Linked DNA regions of Rattus norvegicus: region 2 is linked to region 1. The links are chromatin contacts, called in public Hi-C maps. All regions are on one chromosome and are shown on one strand. The core of a region is the stretch at or near the end of the contact, and the rest is flanking DNA. Distances in the headings are between cores, read along the strand shown. Region 1 holds the start of Zbtb38 (zinc finger and BTB domain containing 38). Region 2 holds the start of Pxylp1 (2-phosphoxylose phosphatase 1).

Evidence for each region. Hi-C and Micro-C count contacts between places; a contact is called where the count stands out from the background.
Region 2: a Hi-C map of the A7r5 cell line shows a contact between it and region 1, with 4 times the contacts expected there. The contact joins the promoter of Pxylp1 here to the promoter of Zbtb38 in region 1. A contact is called at or near these places in 7 of 12 Hi-C or Micro-C datasets (the A7r5 cell line, the Rat2 cell line, Schwann cells and 4 more).

What each region holds. Positions count from the first base shown.
Region 1 is chr8:106,165,040-106,172,174 of GRCr8, reverse strand. Zbtb38 (zinc finger and BTB domain containing 38) reads left to right here and starts at 4,113. Exons shown (of 1, transcript NM_001012471.2): 1 at 4,113-7,135. The coding sequence starts at 4,181.
Region 2 is chr8:106,360,485-106,367,619 of GRCr8, reverse strand. Pxylp1 (2-phosphoxylose phosphatase 1) reads left to right here and starts at 3,017. Exons shown (of 6, transcript NM_001007710.1): 1 at 3,017-3,059.

The DNA.
Region 1 (7,135 bases), core at 2,864-5,363:
TTCCCAGACTGAGGACAGACTCAGGTACCCTGGAACTTGCGTAGCCTAAAACAATGAGGGACCTTGTCTCAAAACATAAGGTAGATGGCTCCTTAGAGACAACACTGGAGATTGACCTCGAGCTCCACACGGACATACACACACATGCCAGGAAACCCCTAATATGTCCATCTGTGCACACACACATGAACACACATACACAAGGTAGTTAATTTGTTAGATTTATCTGTTTTAGACAGGTTCTCTCCCACATAGCTCCTCAGCGTCCTAAGTACCAGCTAAGTGTGTAGCAAGGCACCTGGTCCTGCACAGTCCTGTTGTGGTGGGAAGCTTGAGCCTAGGTGCCATGCTTATACTGCCTGTGTGTGTTGGTTCTGTAGATCTGCAGTGTGGCAGGAGGCAAGCCAGCAGAAGAGTCCAAATACGCTGATCAACCAGAATTTCCCTGTGACAACTGCATACTCAAATAAGAGATATTTTATGTTAACACACCCAAAATTTTTATATTGAAGTTTATAGTACTATATATTCTGTTTACATATTAAGGCATGTAAATATAGGGTGACCGTTCATCTTTTTGGAATTGAGGCCCAGTGTGTGCTATTTCCCTGACATCATTAATTACACTTCTTTCTTTCTCTCATGTCCTGTTTTCGGTGCTGAATAATTCACCCTATTTCTATATTTGTACTTATAAAATAGAAGTATAATATATGATATATGTATATATTCATTTAAGTGTTCATATATATGCATACATTTCTCTCTCTATATATATGTATTTATATATTTTACAGGTGACTTTATTTTTATTTATTTATGGTTTTCCAAGACAGGGTTTCTGTGTAGCCCTAGCTGTCCTAAAACTTGCTGTGTAGACCAGGCTGGCCTCCAACTTAGAGAGATTCACCTGCCTCTATCTCTGTAGCACTGGGATTAAAGGCGTGCACCACCACTGCCCAGTAAAAGGTGCCTTTAAAAGTTATTCTGGATAAAATACAAACTTGGGGCTGATAAATGGCTGAACAAATATCAAGGCCCTTGTCAGGCAAGGCTGACAACCTGAGTTCCATCCCTGGGCGTCCACACAAGAATGAAGAGAAGGAACAATGCCACAAATGCGCACATGTGAACATGCGCACGCTCACACACAAACACACACATACGCACACACATATACACACACATACACACACATATACACACATACATACACATACACACATATACACACACATACACACACAAATACACACACATACACACATATACACACAGACATACACACACATAGACACACACATAGACACACACATAGACACACATGCACACACACATACAAATACACACATACACACAGACACATACACACATACACACACACATACACATACATACACACATACACACACACACACAGTAAAGTAAAAAACAATAGACTCAGGAGAACAGCAGCACAGGAGGAGTGGTGACTGTTCTCTAGTTAACAGATTGTTTTTATATTGGCTCACTAAAATGTTTATATCTAGAATATTTTTATTAGCCTCTTAAAATATTTTTATTTTATGTGTATGGATGCTTTGTCTACATGTATGTCTGTCTACTGTATGTGTGTCTAGTGCCCACAGAGGCCAGAAGAGGGCATCATATTCCCCAGAACTGGCGTTAAGAACAGTTGTGGGCTGCCGTGTGGGTGCTGGGAATCAAACATGGGTTCTCTGGAAGAGCAGCCAGCGAAGTTAACTGCTGAGCCAGCCCCAGCCCCAGCCCCACCCCCAGCCCCAGCCCCAGCCCCACCCCCAGCCCCACCCCCACCCCCAGGCTCTTCAAGTTTCCATCATAGTAACACTGCTGAGAATGACAAACGTTGCATGAAGCTCTTTTTAGAAAACATTTTAGCAATTACACATAAATCAAATCTTCTTTCTGACTTACACTGTTCTAAAATCTATTGTGGGCCTTTTATCAGCAGAGGCCCCTGTGATTTCCGCTACTCTGTGAGAAATGTGGAGGGTTTGCCATGAAGTGCTTGCATCTGTAATATCAGAGAATACAGATGTTTACCTATGTCCTGCTTCCTTTGCTGCTCTTGTGACAAACAGTTCTCTCTATGTTAGACTGACAAGATCATTCAGCCCACACCACCCATACCCACAGCAGTTTAAGAGTGTGGTCAGTCTTAATTGTCAGCCTGATTGGATTGAGAAGTATGTAGGAAATTTGTAAGGCTGGAGATGCCTGAGAAAGGAGAAGGGGGGGACCGCACCTGAATGTGGGCAGGCCAGTGTGGGAGCTCGACTAGAGGAAAGCCCACTACCCAGGTTCTCTCTCTCTCTCTCTCTCTCTCTCTCTCTCTCTTTCTCTCTCCCCTCCCCTCCCCTCCCCTCCCCTCTCCTCTAACTCTCCTTCTCTCCCCTCCTCTCTCCTCTAACTCTCCCTCTCTCCCTTCCCCTCTCCTCTTCCTCTCCCTCTCTCCCTTCCCCTCTCCTCCTCCCCTCTCTCTCTCCCTTCCCCTCTCCTCCCCTCTCTCTCTCCCTTCCCTCTCCTCCCTCTCTTCCTTCTTCCTCCCACCACCATCTGGGAGTTGCCCTGAACTGCCACCCTCTCTTCTACAATCAACTAAAGCCTTGGAACCATTGTTTCTTGCACATTTCACAACAGTGACAAGTCTAAAGAGAGTAACTTGTGCATGCTACATGCATAACATTTTTAAACCATCCAAGACCTGCCGGGGCCTTTCAGCTGTCTAACTTTGGAAACTGTGATGGGACTCATTGTCATAGACATGGAAACATACTTCCCTGGCCTACTGCTTTGTCTTCTCTTTGTTTGCCTTTAGTATTCCACAGGATTTGTTTTTAAAAACACTAGTCTAGTCTGGTTATAATAAAAGGGAAATCAAATAAAGAATAGGCTGATTCTCCCCAGGCAGTGTGTGGAAAGGAGGGAGGGTGTCCCTGGTGGTCAAACTCAGTTACAGACATTGCCACTCAGAAGAGAAACACCTCAGAGAAATCAGTTAGAATGGCTTCTTCCATTCTTGCTGCTTCTCTGAGCGAATAACCCTCACATAAAGGTACCATTCGCTTATGGGAAACTTTTAAAAATAAATTAATAAATTGTTTCTGCTTTATGAATTATGGTTGAATCAGATTATCAGGGTTATCTTTCAAAACATATAGAAGGGGCTGGGGATTTAGCTCAGTGGTAGAGTGCTTACCTAGGAAGCGCAAGGCCCTGGGTTCGGTCCCCAGCTCCGAAAAAAAGAACCAAAAAAAAAAAAAAAACATATAGAAGAGGTTGAGGTTATGTCTCAATAGTGGACCCTCTTTGACCAGCATGTAGAGCTCAGAGATTCAGTCCTCAGCAGCACACACATACACACAGGCACACACAGGCACACAGGCACACACATACACACAGGCACACACATACACACAGGCACACACAGGCACATATACCAAATGAAGCCAGGTGTGTTGACACATGGCTTTACACCTACTACACAGGAAGCAGAGGCAGGCTGATCTTTGTGAACTCAATGCCAGCCTAGCCTACATAAACTAGTTCCAGGCCAGAAGAGCTTGAGCTGTGACTCACCTCGCACGTGTGATAGCCTGGCTTTAATCTTTACATCATAGAGTATCAAGGGAGGACACTTGGAAGAAGACAGAGGTAGGTGGGTCTCTGAGTTCAAGGCCAGCTTTGGCTAGATAACAAGTTGCAAGCTAGTTGAGGCAAAATAGTAAGACCTTGTATTCAGGGGAGAAAGTCTGATGAAATGTGGCTGCTTCTAAAAGACCATGATGTCGCTCTGCTCTAGAGTCTCCGTGCAGCAGCTGCAAGTGGAGACACCCTTTCTGGGTGGACATACAGAAACTTGCCCTCCCCATATTTGGACACATACACATAGCCAAGGCTTTGCAGAAGGCAGGGGAAGGAATCCTGGGAGGATTTCCAACTACAGCTATTTGCAATGGCATGAGAAACAGTCTGGGGCAAGAAGAAGGCTGGCCTTCTGTTGACTTCCAAGTCTTAGGAATAACAACAGGATAAGATAAATGCCTGAGTTCTTAAGTGAAGAAAAAAAAAAACAAAACAGTTTTCCAGAAGTAGCACATAGCCTAGAAATGACTAAGTCGCTGATGGGAGGCCCCTGACCATTTGTTTCTTGTTTCAGATGACAGTCATGTCCCTCTCCAGGGACCTCAAGGACGACTTTCACAGTGACACGGTGCTCTCCATCCTAAATGAGCAGCGCATTCGGGGCATCTTATGTGATGTCACCATCATTGTGGAGGACACCAAGTTTAAAGCCCACAGCAATGTCCTGGCCGCCTCAAGCCTTTATTTCAAAAACATCTTTTGGAGCCATACGATCTGTATTTCCAGTCATGTCCTAGAGCTGGATGATCTGAAAGCCGAAGTGTTTACAGAGATTCTTAATTACATCTACAGCTCCACCGTGGTGGTCAGGAGACAGGAAACCGTCACTGACCTTGCAGCTGCAGGGAAAAGGCTGGGAATATCATTCTTAGAGGACCTTAGTGACCGCAACTTCTCAAATTCCCCAGGTCCTTACGTAGTTTGCATCACTGAAAAGGGCGTGGTTAAAGAAGAAAAAAATGAAAAAAGGCACGAAGAGCCAGCTGTCACTAATGGGCCCAGGATCACAAACGCATTTTCCATCATTGAGACGGAAAATAGCAATAGCATGTTTTCTCCCCTGGACTTGAGGGCAAGCTTCAAAAAAGTGTCAGATGCCATGAGAACCACTAGCCTTTGCCAGGAGAGAGCCAGTGTCTGCCCCGAGGCAGAGCCTGTCCGCACGCTTGCCGAACACTCATATGCCGTTTCTTCCATCACTGAGGCCTACAGGAGTCAGCCTCTGAGGGAACATGACAGCAGCAGTTCATCTGGTAAAACGGGAAAAGAAAATGGCGAAGCTCTCACCACAAAAGCAAAGCCATGCCGAAAGCCAAAGACCCAAACCCAGGATTCTGACTCAACCACAGAGAACATGCCACTCCCTCTAGTAACCTGCCCAGAGGTGAATCAAGAAAGAAGCCCACAGCCAGCTCCAATTCTGTCACACTCAGAACCTCCCAGCAGTGAAGGAGATGTCCATTTTCCCAGAGAAGATGAAAACCAGCCCTCTGAGACTCCTGGTCCCCCAGCAGCAGAGGTCCCGCCCCTCGTTTATAATTGTAGCTGCTGCTCCAAATCCTTCGACAGCAGCACACTGCTCGGGGCCCACATGCAGCTGCACAAGCCGACGCAGGACCCCTTTGTGTGCAAGTACTGCAACAAGCAGTTCACCACCCTCAACAGGCTGGACCGGCACGAGCAGATCTGCATGAGGTCGAGCCACATGCCCATGCCAGGAGGAAACCAACCCTTCTTAGAAAACTACCCCACCATTGGACAAGATGGAGGTTCATTCACAAGCCCAGATTCATTGGTGCCAGAAAGTAGGATTGGTGAACTATCCAGCGCTGGGAGTGCCTTGTCAGACGCGGACCACATGGTGAAATTTGTGAATGGGCAGATGCTTTACAGCTGCGTTGTGTGCAAACGTAGCTATGTGACTTTGTCCAGCCTCCGGAGGCACGCAAATGTCCACTCGTGGAGAAGAACGTACCCTTGTCATTACTGCAACAAGGTCTTCGCACTGGCTGAGTACAGGACACGACATGAGATCTGGCACACTGGAGAGAGGCGGTACCAGTGCATTTTCTGTCTTGAAACGTTTATGACCTACTACATACTGAAAAACCATCAGAAGTCTTTTCATGCCATAGATCACAGACTCTCCATCAGTAAAAAAACAGCAAATGGAGGCTTGAAGCCCACCGTCTACCCATACAAACTTTACAGGCTCTTGCCTATGAGATGCAAGCGGGCACCTTATAAGAGCTACCGGAATTCTTCCTATGAAAGTGCTCAAGGAAACCGTCAAAGGAATGAATCCCCACCTGACACCTTCGTCATTCCGAATCTGCCAAGCTCTGAAATGCCCACACTGAACTTCCAAGATGGCAGAAACTCGTTGACCAGCAGCCCTGCCATCCCAGTGGAAACACCTTCATGGCAGGGTACACCCACTTCTGCCAAAGTAAAAAATGCAGAAGGCCTCAAATGGAGGAAGCAGGCACTGAAAACCGATCTCGTCGATTCGGCTGAGGTGTCGATTTCTTCCATTGGAAACTCTGTCAGCACCACCCTGCAGGCAGAGCCCGTGTGTGTTTCGAGTGGGGAGCACTCGGCCTCCGTGATCAGCTACAGCGGCTCGGTGCCCTCTGTCATTGTGCACAGCAGCCAGTTCTCGTCGGTGATCAAGCACAGCAATGCCATTGCCTGCCTGGCCAACAGCAACCACCAGTCCCCTTCACAGCCTGTGGCGAGTCCGTCCCTGATCAAGGATAGCAAGCCTGAGGCAGATAAAGCCAGTAAACTCGCAAGCAGACCCAAAAACTCTAAGGAGAAAAAGAAAACCGTTCCATGTAACAGGGGAGAAATAACAGAGGAGGCAAAATATGTTGCTGATCTCGGAGGATCTTCGGGCAAAACCACAAATGTCGTCGAAGAAACCAGTAAGATTGAAACTTATATAGCAAAACCCGCTCTGCCCGGCACCTCCACAAATAGCAATGTTGCACCCCTTTGCCAAATAACAGTGAAAATTGGGAACGAAGCCATCGTGAAAAGGCATATCCTTGGGTCTAAGCTGTTTTACAAAAGAGGGAGAAAACCCAAGTATCAAATGCAGGAAGAGACATTGCCTCGGGAGAGTGACCCCGAAACCCGTGGAGACAGCCCTCTTGGGCTCTGCCAAGCTGACTGTGTGGAGATGAGTGAAGCATTTGATGAAGTGAGTGACCAGGACTCCACCGATAAGCCGTGGCGCCCATACTACAACTACAAGCCCAAGAAGAAATCCAAACAGTTAAGAAAAATAAGGAAAGTCAAGTGGAGGAAGGAACGAGGGAGCAGAAGCCCCGTGGGTCGGCGCAGGTATCCAGCTGAGCTGGATCGCGCAGAGATGGGTCGGCGCAGGTACCCAGCTGAACTAGATCGCTGCGCAGAGGTGAAATTGCCCCCAGATAAGGCCTCTGAAGAAGAGGAGAATAAAGAG
Region 2 (7,135 bases), core at 1,768-4,267, 200 kb before region 1:
GGCAATCCAGGTCTTTGCAATGTAGAAACTGGTTCAAATAAAACAACCTGGTCTTCTCCCTAGGAAGACACGCTGGCATGGCCGTTTGTTAACTCAGACTAGGCACACTGTGGCAGTGCCCCTGTAAGAAGGGAGGGCCGGAGAGCAGTTTTTGTAAGTCCACAGACAAAGGAGGCTGTGCAAATATTCGCAGGCCTTTTGCTCCAGAGTGGAGATTGACTCAAAGAGATGTTCATTCGCTGATGGCTGCTCCAATCCAAGTAGGGATGCTGGGGCAAAGTGGCAAAGTGTGCTACCTAGCAGAGTATTTATGACTTGGAGCCACCCACCCAGTGTTTTTAGAAGCTTTCAATTGATGTTGGGTGTTTTTCTGGAGGCTGGAATCTGAGTGTAGGAAGGACAAAGGAGCAGGCAAGAAGGAGCTGCGGAGGGAGGGTGGGAGTCGCTGGTACCTTGCTAGTTCTCTGGTTTATGGCCACCCAGGGGCATAGTTTGCTGCTCTAGCAGATGAGTAATGATGGTGACAGGCGCTGTTTTGCAGAAGTTCGTGACACTGTGCTGGGTTGGGGCTTGTCCTGGTCAGGACTCTCTTGGTTGCCAGGGCCAGAGAAACAGAATTTTTATTTCACTTGGAGGATAGTAAGGGATATTTGGAGCATGTATTTGGATAACCAGTATTAACGCTGGTGTCCAGCATGAGAGGAATCTGCTCGCTCGTCCTTCCTGCTTGAGGATGTCTGGGAGCTACACTCTTTGGCACTACCTCCCCAGCTGTTAGCCAAGTGGCTCCAGCCGCCTCAGGCAGACGCCCATTTCATCACTGCAGAGGAAGGCTTGACGTGCTTCTCTGTAGGGACCTCTCCTTTTCCCTCCCCTGGAAACTCTTCCCTTTAAAGGTCCTCAGGAAAGGAGGTAGGGTGCTTTCTCCAGAGTGGAAAGGATGTCGAAGTCTTCAGGGAATAGAGGAGGAGGGAAAGAGGCTGGAGATGCTGGAAGTGATGCCGGGATGATCGTGGTATCAAGTGTTAACCTAGATTGCAGGAGGGTGCAAAGATAGAACCCCTAAGAGCTCTGTGGAGGAAGACATAATCAGAGATGCCTGTTCCCACGTCCAGTGTGTGCACTTCCAGGAGAATGCCCCAGTCAACAGGAAGCGTGGCAGATCTTTGTAGAGAAATGGTGCCTGAGTTACCTTTCATTCTCTTGTGATCGTATTGAATCTAAGACTGTCCACATATCCCACGTGAAGGATGAGTACATAGCCAAGAAAGGGATCGGACCCCTATGGGTTACAGAAGTCATGACACAGAACTAACATGGGCTCAATCCAGAAGAACAAAACCAGGCCTGGGTAGTTTGCAGAGAGAGAGAGGCTGGTTTTGTGTTGGAGGAAGAGTTGTGAGCCTGGGTCTGCTGGAGACTCCTGTGGTCCTGAAAGGGTGGTAGACTTGAGAGAAAGCAAAAAGTGTCTGGGGTCAAAGTTCCAGGCCTGAAGCTGACATGGCCTACACTTTTTTTTCTGATTTATTTTTATTTTTATTTATTTATTTATTTACTTTTTGCTTTGGGCTAGTGTGGATAGAGTTGTCTGGCATCTGTGGCCTGTGTGACTTGTGAAGGAGTGGAATTTGGAATTAGAACTGTCAGAATCTGTGGAGGGAAGGAGGAGATCATGTTGGGTAGGATGCCTGGACTGTGGAGGTCCTTGAGGGCCAGCCCAAGTAGGAATTTAAGGGGGAGTGAGATGTTGTACTCATGTCTTGGAGAAAAGGTGTCAATAGCACTCAAGGCAGAAGCAGGCTGAAGGCAATGTTGAGTCTGGGTAGCACGGTGAGAGGGATAGAATTGGCTAGTAGCTAGTGTCCTCAGGTAAGTGCCAGCTGGCCATCAAGGCATTGGACAGAGAAGGCATCCCACCCAGATGGCTGTACCACGGGGTGTAAATGGAATTCAGACCAAGGAAGTAGAATCTAGCTGATTTGAGGGGGGGGGGGGAAAGTTGGAGGTAAATATAAATATGTGTAAGTTATTAGGTGTTTTGATTTAGTTATTATCGAACGAGTTAGGGGAACATCAAGTGATGTGCTGCCCCGGAACCTTTCACCCTTGTGATAGCATTGAATCTAGGACTGTCCACATATTGGAAATAGTGGCTAATTGCACCTATTTTGCTCAGGTTCAGTCGAGAGAAGCACAAGGGTAGCACTGTAGTCCTGGAACTGACAACAAAGACAATCTCACAATTGCGGTTGGTGAGATCCTTCTCTGATGGCATTTGAAAAAACAAAAACAAAAACAAAAAAAACCCATAAAACATAAAACAACATAGCATTGCAGAATGAGTCCTGCGCGGGTCCTCGGTGGCGGCCAGCCCTAGGGCCATGCAGGAACGCCCCCAGACTCAGCCGCGCCTCTCAAGGGTGCCTACAGGCCTTTAGGGACGAAACTACAGCGAGGTCTAGAGTACACAGGCCGGATGTGGCCCGCGCCGGAAGAGAAGCGCGGGACAGGCGCTTGGGTGGAGGTGGCACGGTGGCTAGGATCTTGACAGTTTTGAGTCCGCGCGGCACCGGAGCACGCACTTCAGCGATTAGATCCGCGGCGCGGAGTCAAGCACGCAGTCCCACAGCACCCACGCCAAGGCTGGGACGGGTCTAGGGCCGTGTCCCGGGCCATGGTACCCTCCCAGGTCCTAAGTCCGGCGTAGGGAGAAGCACAGGCCTTGTGCGCTCCGAGTGCGCGTGCTTTCCACGACCCGGACGGCACGCCCGGAGCCTGTCCGGATGGCAGTTTGGACACTCCGAGACCGTGTCCGCTTCCAAGGCCCGGAGTGCCGGTCGCCGCAGCCCGCAGGTCCCGCACCGCCGCTTGCGGGGCGGAGCTCCAGGGCGCCCTGAGCGCGTCGGGCCGGGCAGGGACCCGGCGGGCCCGGCAGGGGGCGCTGCGGAACCCTGAGTCCGGCGGCCTGTGCGCGCCACCGCCGCCTGCACTCCCGCCAGGAGGAGCTGGCTGCCGGCGGAGAACCCTACGCAGAGCAACGGAGGCCCGGACCGTAGGCGGTGAGTGCGTCGCGCGCCGGGCCCCAGCGGTTGTGAAGCTCCTCGCAGGGCGGGCTTGTGTCTGGGGTCTCGGGGTGGCGACCCCAAAGAGGTCTCCGTGATGCGGGGATCGGGAGGCAGGGGCGGGCTTCCAAGCCGCGGGTGTGATCCCCACCAACAAGCTCTTTCCCTTATCTACGCGCTCCCCAGTTTCCACCTCTCCCCACGCCCCTCCCCGCGTCGAGGGTCCCAGTCCCTCCGATCCGTCTCCCCTTTCTCAGCCCTGCACCCTAGAAGCCTGCCCACACACCCCCTTTTCTCCCGCAAGCCCTCCCACGCCTACCTCCTCCGGTTGCCTGACGCTCGCCTCTTCCCTCCCCGCTCTGCTCTTACGGTCCCCGCCGCCACCCCAACAGGGTCCCACTATGCCCCCGCGCCCCTGCTGAGCGACGCAACGGGAATCTGAGCTCCGGGGTCCCCCTTCTCCCGACTGTCCCAAAGCAGCGGTGTCCAGGTAAAAGGCAGCTGCAACTTCACGGCCTGCCCCCGGGGGTGGGGCTGGTGCTTCTTCAGCTACCTGTGGTCCGCGGCGTCAGAGCCCAGGGCCCAGCCGAGGGCCACTTCACACATGCAGGTTAAGCTTGCTCTAATGATCTGCTTAGGACAGTGTGCTTACTTCGTTGCTTTTGCTTGGTGAACTTGAATAGGTTTCGATTTCTAAAAAAGAAGCCGGCTTTGCCACACACAAATATGGAGCAGGTTTTCTTTGCGGCTGCGACTGGCTTTCAAGTAGTACCTGTGTATGGGGAAGGTTTGGTGATGTTGGGGGAATGGAGCCATATCTCCACTCTCACTCACCACGGCTCTGGAAAGCACAAGGGAATGTAACTGTACCCTCTTGGGTGGGCCAGTGTCTTTGTGGGAAGGCAAGGATGCTTTCTAAACATTCAACAGGTAAAACCAGTTAAGAATTTGGATCAGATCTGGTGTGGATAGGGAAATGTGGGGTGAGTGACCAAGGAGGGGCCCTGGGAGAGTTCCACTGCTTAGGGACATTTGTTGCTCTTTGCGACAGGCCCCGGGGCTGGACCCTGACTATGGAATAGACAGTGCTGAGCCCAGCCTACCCTCTGGAACTGTCGGTCGGGCTTGGCACCAGCCCCCTCCTCAGAGGTGTTGGTGCCCTGTGGTGACATCTGTGGGAAGAGGATTTAAAGCAGATGGCTTGGAAAGCCTCCTGGTCCCCGGAGAGAAGTGGAGATGGCATGGTGACAGCCAGTGTGTGCATTCACCCCTTCCCTTCTGGGGTCTTTCATTAAGTTTTAGATTAAATTAATTGCCTATTCAGAGAAAGAACATATAAAGGGTATTTCTCTTTTAGGATTGGCTCTGGGCCAGTCCACCCTCACAGATACCTTTGAGAGACTGCAAATGTGTACCAGTGGCATTGTGGACCACCTGGAGTACAGCACTCTGGGCTGTGGAATCGCCCCCTCTGAATCTGTGGTTTTTCTTTGATGGCTCTGGTGATTAGTTCAATATTCCTTTACTATTGAATAGATAGGTAATTAGCCAAGAACAGAGGGGGGTTCAGCAGGGCCCTTCTGAGTGTTCACAGATTCCTGTATGAATCTTCTTGTCCTCACAGTGATAGGCAGCTCTCAGGAGTCCTTCTGGCTAGGAATACCTGCGGGACTCCGGTGGACCTTAGGACCTGACCAGGTGCCCCTGCCTGGTATTCAATGTTTTTGTTTTGTGTTTTTTGTTTGTTTGTTTGTTTTTTAAATTTTTGTGCATCAGTCTTGAGCGTACAACCCATGCCCTCCACTGGGCTGCAGTGTTTTCAAAATGTCCCTTAATTCAACAGATTTGAATATACATGTATATAAATGTTAAAGTTTCTCTTGCTGGAGACAGATTTACTGTCTGGTAAGATGGGGAGTGAAGGGGCGAATAGAAAGTTTAATTTCTAGGTCAGGCTCTGACAGCTGGGCCTGTCCCTCAATGAAGACTCCAGACTTTTAAGTAGGAAAGAGTTTTCTTCATCCTAGAAATAGGAATGGGAAGGTAATGGGCATTCTGGGGGGTGGGGGCGGGGAAGGCTGCCTACTGAGAGGTGAAAAGTCCACCAAGACTTATCCTGCAGGCCCTGGGCTGAGGCCCTAGCTTCTGCATACTATTCTCATTCATTCATTCATTCATTCATTCATTCATTCATTCATTATTCTGGCTGGCCTGGAACTCTGTGTAGACTAGGCTGACCTCAAACTCAGAGATCTACCTGCCTCTGGGTCCCAAGTACTGGGGTTAAAGGCTTGCACGCCACACCTGGTAACCCTGGCTTCTTGGTCATCCTCCACCCCTGCTGTTGATGGAGGAAGCTGCTGAGGAGATGGGGTCCCTTGCAGAACCGCCCCCACCACTTCAGGCTGTGCTGCTCTCACTCTGGTGGGTGCTGCCCGCTCCAGAGCTGGTTCTTGTGGCAACCCCGGAGTGCCCTTGCATGCACATTTCTGGGAGTGTGTTTTACAGTCCTGCTGGGGCAGGGACTCCAGTGTTGGGGAGAATTGCTTTGGTCAGTCAGGAGTAGCTTTGCCCTAGGCAGAGGAAGCAAAGTCCGGCTCTTCATCATGTGAAAGGCTAATCTGAGGAAGAGCATACCCAGAGTCCCCACTTGGGTGGGGAGTCAGAGTAGGACTTGGTTGTGGGAACCTGTGCTGCCCTGGTTGCCATTAGCTTATCTCCCTCACCCAGACTGTTTCTGTTCAGGCTTGGCTGTTACCCAGAATTCCTGCAGCTGGCAAAGATCTGTTTTTCTAGAAGGGGTTTAATTAACGCCTGCAGTTTGAGAGTGAGAAAGGAAGGGGAGGGGGAGAAAGAGAGATGCTACTGTATGCGGGGGATGGGGGGAAGAAGAGAAGAGAATAGTGGAGGCCTGAGAATCTAGGAGAGAGTTCAGCTCCAGGTCTTGTCCCCAACAGGACTCTGGTTGGTAGGTAAGAAATACGCCCACACGCTGGTGTAGGGGGAGTTACTGTTTAGTGGCAAAATCACTGAGCTAGAGGAAAATGAGCTCACAGTGATCTCGAGAAAAGTTTTCTGGGCTCACCATTCTGGTTCTTAAAAGACCCGGGAAGCCATCTACAAAATGGACATGACCAGATGGGGAAACACTTGATTGTTGTAAGCTTGTGTCAGGAGTATGCTCCGGGGATCTGATCCACTGAGCCAAATTGGTCAGGGGTTTAGCCTGGGGAGCCACTTCACTCTGGAGATGCTGTGGGAACTGTCTAGTAGAGGACTGGGCACTTAGGGAGTGAGCAAGAGACTAGCCTTCAGTGGGAGAGAGGCAGCCAGTCAGAACTGGGTCCAGTGGTACAGACCCGCTTAGAACTACCAAGTCAGCCTCTAGGGGGCACCTGTGAGCCCAGGATGCACCGCAGGATTTACTCTGGGTCCAGAAGACAGGAGAACCCCAACCCCCAAACCCCACCCCCACCCTCTCACCAAACCATAATGTGACCCCAGGCCCCTTCAGCCTTAGAGTCTGCAGGGTTCCCTAGCCCATCTCAGATGGGGAAGCCACTGTCTTTTGTGAGAGACCAGTTTCTTGTGAGGGGAAGGACAAACCCAGGAGTATGGAAGAATTTAATGATTAAAAGTCAACAAAACAAAACAAAAAAGCTTGACTGAGCCTAGTGCAGTCATTCCTGAAGCAAAGAGGCAGCCTCCAGTGCTTCCTTTTGGCTGGGACACCCTCCACACAAGCCTTCACCCATGACTGCACCCCTCCATCCCTTTACCCACTGTACATTGGTGACGCCTACACTGTGTTGAGAGCTCTGAGTTGGAGGAGAGTTTGGGGATCTCAGATATCTAATATTTAATGGCAATTATGGGTACCCCTATAGTAGAACACAGACAGTCTTCGGTTCCTGGGGTGAGTTTCTCCCTTCTGGATTTTAGGACTTGGACTATTCTTCCATTCTTTCTTTGGTTCCCTCCATAGAAACGTACAAATTCATTTAATACTGGCAGTCGCTCTCTCAACATGCACATCTACGGTTCTGTTTTCAAAGCACCTTTTTGTCATCTCC